Linked DNA regions of Gossypium hirsutum: region 1 is linked to region 2. The links are chromatin contacts, called in public Hi-C maps. All regions are on one chromosome and are shown on one strand. Each heading gives the region's core, a stretch centred on a gene start, on an enhancer-like site or on the middle of the called end of the contact. The rest is flanking DNA. Distances are from core to core; before and after follow the strand shown. Region 1 holds the start of LOC107958639 (ABC transporter I family member 21). Region 2 has its middle 7.5 kb from the start of LOC107958643.

Evidence for each region. Hi-C and Micro-C count contacts between places; a contact is called where the count stands out from the background.
Region 1: a contact with region 2 is called in a Hi-C map of leaf, with 2.7 times the contacts expected there. The contact joins the promoter of LOC107958639 here to the enhancer-like site in region 2. A contact is called at or near these places in 2 of 34 Hi-C or Micro-C datasets (anther and leaf).

What each region holds. Positions count from the first base shown.
Region 1 is chrD07:56,405,970-56,408,934 of Gossypium_hirsutum_v2.1, reverse strand. LOC107958639 (ABC transporter I family member 21) reads right to left here and starts at 1,342. Exons shown (of 6, transcript XM_016894462.2): 1 at 1,020-1,342; 2 at 785-945; 3 at 644-695; 4 at 403-539; 5 at 59-145. The coding sequence starts at 1,197. It overlaps LOC107958641, which reads right to left. Exons shown (of 3, transcript XM_016894463.2): 3 at 2,243-2,540. The coding sequence ends at 2,472.
Region 2 is chrD07:56,351,694-56,354,421 of Gossypium_hirsutum_v2.1, reverse strand. No RefSeq gene overlaps it. Among protein-coding and RNA genes, the nearest start is that of LOC107958643, 7.5 kb to the left of the region's middle. Within about 2 kb of position 1,376, at least 3 of the 9 cell types and tissues checked have an H3K27ac peak or open chromatin away from gene starts, as enhancers often do. A contact at or near this core is called in leaf, where this site is marked.

The DNA.
Region 1 (2,965 bases), core at 93-2,592, 55 kb before region 2:
CAACAACCAGTCAGTACTTTAGCATGTGATTGCAAGGGCAGAGAACAGAAGTCAGTACCTGCTCACATTCTTCCTTAAAGAAATCAAGTAAATCCATCCTCGCAACAACGTCAAGGTCCACGGTGACCTCATCTAGCAAAAGAACCTGCAATCAAGTAAAAGAAAACATTAAGTTACAAACAAATCAGGAAAACTAGTAATTATGCAGATTAGAAGTCACAAAATTATCCAAAAACATATATGAGCTTGAAGTGGAAGGTAGCAGTTGAATGTTTGCTTGTCACTAGGTAATTAAGGTACATTACATTTCATCAGTTGTAGATTATAGCAATAGCAGAATCGTAAATCTTCAAGTGAAGATATCAGTCACACAAATGTGACATATTAATAACTTCAAAATACCTGAAAAGGTTGAAGAAGACCCATGCAAATTTGGACTCGACGTCGTTGTCCATCAGATACCTTATGCATTCTCCATTGCAAATCAATATCAAGCAACTCAATCAATTTATCTCTCCTTACAGGATCAATCCCTTCAACTGCCAACAATAATTTTAGACCCAAAAAGAATGCTTAATTTCAAAGGAGAACAAAGGAGCAAGTAAAGAAAGCAACAAACGACAAGAGACTAATTAGCACTCACCTCCAAATATCATGTGTTCCGCTGAGAAGTCTCCCTGCAATGGAACCTCTCCCTGCATATGTTTGGCACAGTAAATTTGTAGTTTTAAACGAAAACGGTGGATACTAATCTTTAAAAAAAAAAAAAGGAAAATTGACTAACAGCAGAGCCAATAGTTTTACTCCAAGATCCTCCCAAATAAGCTAAATCACCACCACAAACAAGTTGAGTATCGTGAAAAGCCGAACGGTTTAGTACTCTCACGACTTCTCTTCCACCCACCATATGTTTTCCTGCTAAAATTTTCAACAATGTCGTCTTCCCTGCTCACAGTTAAAAAATTAGAATCAAAATTCCTTTACAAAATCGTCGTTGTTCGAAAGCAAATTGAAATTACCAGATCCGTTGGCGCCGACGAGAAGGCAACGAGATCCACGAGCGATGTCAAGATTGAAATCGAAGAAAAGCGGATGCTGCAATTCGTAGGCGAATTGCATGTCGCATACGGTGATGCCTTGCGAGTCTCCTCCATTTTCCTTTCCTTCTCCTGATCGGCAACAAGCTTGTTCCGCCATTTTTCGTGTGAACCCCCCGGTTCTTTACATCTTCCGTTTTTGCGGCCATTTTAATATTCATGTCTTCTAACTGTTATTGCTGGGATTTAGCCACGTAAACGGTTGGTGGAACTGGATCTCCTTGCACAGAATTTTACACGTTGAAGATATGTGTTGGGACACGTTATTCGTTTCAATTTTATAAGGGGTAAAGAAACGGGGATGTGCGGCTGCGTTTTGATAGGAAGTGTAAAAGCTAAAACGACAGTGTTTTTACTTTGTTTGCTTGCCTTGCGGAGAAAGCAGGACCGAATAATATTTTTAAGATATCTTCACTAATTTGAATATTAAGTACTTAAATTCATTTCTGTTTGAATAATAAATTTTTTAACTTGTGAAATAAAAATTAAAATAACCTAAATTAATAAAAATTTACTCAATCAATTTCCAAATTTCTTAATTTTATTACCTCTAGGAAGACATTTGAAATGATGACAAACTTTAGTGTCTCTTAAATATATATACTAACTTAAATGTTTGCCTTTAGGATAATAATTCAGGTTGCGGATATTCAATATGTTTTTCGTGAATTCGGATTTTAAAATTACCATTCATCATCATAGACTCAGAATAGATACATTGAAAACCCATTAGTCGAATATGAATATTAAAATCCACTTGTTACAAAATGTTTATAATTTTTATTTTCATATATATATAAAAAGAGTTTTAACAAATTTTTGCAAATTTGGATATTCAAAAATATTAGAATTTTTAAAATTGGGTTTTTACGGATTCAGTTATCCAACAAATAATAGTATTTAATTTAAATTTAGGTAGCAATACTTGAATAATTTTCCATTAATAAACGAATAATTCAAAATATAAAAATATCCGACTTATTGCCATTCCTAATCATTATTCACAAATATTTGGTGCTAAAACTGTTTTGTTTTGTTTTCTATTCTTTTTCTGCGAGGGATGAGGAAGAACAACAATGAGCAAATTCCAAAAGGGAGCAGAGTTTTGAGTACTCTTGGCATGTCACGTATCAATTCACACAATGTTTAACAGAAAATTTATTGATTTTCTCTATTATATTGAAATTGTATAAGAAAACATAAATGGTTCACGTCGGACGAAAGAGGCATATATATATATGATATTATTTTCCAAACATGAAAGTATAAGGCACCCTGTCCCTTTTTTCCTTTCTTCATTTCCTTTTTCGTTTCAAATATCAAAAGCATCAAACACAAGAGCTTACATACTTGAGAATAAATGATAATGCAGATTTAGAAAGCTGCCCATCCTGATGCAGTGGTCTTCGTAGATCCTGATCCGGTTGCTGGAAGGTGATTCCTCTGTAAATGTCATCAAGGGAGTTAATTGTGGAACCAAACACGAGTTTCTGTTACTCAGAAAATCGGAAGCCTCCTAGGAAAACATCCATAGATCAAGCATGAAAATATTTTAAAAGCCTAAAGTTAATTCCATTTTCTTATATCAGAGCTTCCATTCCAAATCTACACCTACACCACCGCTTGTGAACAATAAGCATTTGATTTAGCTCAACACAATCGCCAGTAAGAGGTAAAGGAAGTCAATGTGGCTATATGTATACAATGTCAAAGAAACAATTAAGGCCCCGTTCTTCATTGCATTTGGGGTTTCAAAAGTGCTTTTCTACCGTAGAAGCAATGAAGAACACCTGACTTTTGGAGTTAAAGTGCTTTTCCACCCAAAAGCAAAAGCTATGTAACACACAGAATCATATAGATGTTGGCAC
Region 2 (2,728 bases), core at 127-2,626:
CAACCCCACTTCACCAAGTACAATCATTTTGAGTAAATACAAGGCTCACTTTGTGTTATCCTTCATAATAATAATGCAATTGTATCCCTCTTTCTAGTCATTGTTATGCTCTTCAGTTGTTTTAATTTAGGGTTATATATAAATTAATACAATATTTCGAGTCTCGTTTATTACATCAATTCAACAAGAGTAACTTATTTTATTTACTTGTAATATATTTATTAATATTTATGTTCAATTATTTCATATCTAAAATTTAAAATATGTTATTAGCGTTGTTTGTTTGTGAAATCCGCATTCGTTTAATGTTCATTTAATTTAAATAAACGAAAACTTTTGGTGAACATAATACAAGATCTATAACTTTGCGCATAATACAAGACTAATAACATAATTTAACCAAACAGGTAATTAGCTGTTATCATTGGGTCGGGACTAAAATTTCAAATTTTGAAAAATATAGGGACTAAAATTGGTCAAGTTATAGAGGTACTAAATCCACAAATTACATAAAGCACAGGGTCTAATAGCAGGATTTGAGCTTTCATTTTTGTTCTGGCCAAATCAATTGGGCTCTTTAAGATCACAAGAAAACTGCTTCAATGGTTCTTTATTATGGGTTGGGCTTGCAAGCCCAAATTAAAAACCGAACTCATAATGCTTGTTTCCAAAAAGGTTCACAATTACGATTATATGAATGGAGACTTCATATATGCAAAAGCCAATACAAAAGCTTTGGTCCTCAAAATGGAAAAAATTGTAATTCAATCCCGTTATAAATAATGAAATTATAATTTAATATATAGTAAAATTGTGCCCTTAAATCCAAAATTTTAAATATATATATAATGAAATCAGGGACGAAGAAAATTATTTTAGGGGTCGAAATTAATTTTTTTAATAGCTTAAATATTTATAATTTTTAGAGGATTAAATCACATTTTTATCATTTTTAGAGGAGTGAAGTACAATTTTACCTTTACTAATTTAAAATTTTAAAATTACAAATAGAAACCTTAGCTATAAATAAACTGATTCATTATATAGATTGAAATATAAGGTGATGTTATTGGTGGGGGAAATTGAATGGAAAGTCAGATTTTCGTGTGATGTGATTTGACTCTAGATTTGCGATAGCATCATTCAAGTGAAAAAAAGGAAAGGAAAGGATAGTATATTGTATGATTTGAGGCATGAAAAACTACAACCATTCATATATACTTGATTACATAATACTAGTACAGTAACAGTAAGGAGCAAGGCTGCCCACCGGCCAGCACCGCAGTATGAAGTTGCAAAATCAGCCAAGCTTCACGTATATATCATGTCGGGAACCACGTACCCTCACTCACATTGTATAAAGCAGAGGGAAGATGTTGGTCTTCAGCATAATTAGCTAGCTAGCTAGCTAGCTAGCTACCCCCGGTGGTCCTCACCCTCCCCTTACCTAGCTCACTGTTTGTTTACCAATTTCACCCAAATCCTTCAAAAGCCCATAATTACCATACAGACACCATTCTTCCCCTCTTACCGACTACATCCCATCTGCTATGCACCAATACCTTTGTAATTCCCTATATATGCTACTGCTGAAAACCCTCGAAAATTTTTTGACTAGGGTTGGAATTTATAAGTCAGGGTTGTGTTGTTTGAATGGGAGTTGGTGGGGGGTCACATCCCCAACATCCAGATTTCAGGCCGACAATCAAACCCCATTTTTTATTTTTTGAGCTTTTCTCAAATCTCAAGAACCGGAGGCAGGTGAGGGTTCATAGCTAGGTAGGATCATAAATAGGGGCACTAGCAGCTGATTGAGGGAGTGGTGGAGAGGTAGCAGAAACAGTTAAATTTGTCTGCTACCGTTATCTTTGTGTGTGAGGGGGGGTCAGATCAAAGAAAAGATGGTTCAAAAAAATATTATGCATTGAAATTAATTACAAAAAAAAAATGAAAATGACCTGCAATTACATGCAAGTGAAAGGTGGATTAATAATGGACCCCTACCGGCAGATACTTCAGCTACTTGACAACTCTCTTCGTTCCCTGTTTACTCCTGCTGTTGCCGTTCAAGGTATCTCTGTCAATGGAGACTGCTGTAACTGTGTATATAGCTAGATTCTTTAACTGTCTGCAATTGCTTATTGGGAGCAGTGATTCTCACGTTGCTGCAGTCTTGCACTTTCATGCACTTCTATGACTCTATGTATTGGCATTGACAGTGCAAAATTATAAAGTAAATTGAAGATTAACATTACTTAATAGTACTCCTCAAGTCCGTTTATAATATAAACAAATGTTTGTGAGTTACTTGGCTCTAAATATGTGGACAATAGCTTAGAAAGTACAAAGTAAAAACGATGCTTTTGTTGTTGTTGACTGTTGTGGTGTGTTTGAACCAAGAAAACGAACAATTCTTAGTTCAAAAGGGGACCGTACCATGAAAAGAAACAGAAAGCCCTTAATTTAGCTATAAGCACCGAAGAGTTGAGTTTAGTTTTTTTTTTACCTCATATCCATGCCTCTATAAGCCAGGAATAAAAAGCTTAAAGCTCCAAAACCGAAAAGAAACAAACCAGACGTGGACACATAAGAGATAGAGAGAGAGGTGTGGACAGCTGCAGGCGATATAATAAAGCTATATATATAAATGAGGAACCAGCAGAGCAGTGGCAGGAGACAACCACCGTGTATAGTACAGGGAAAACAGATTACCCACACGTGGTAAAAA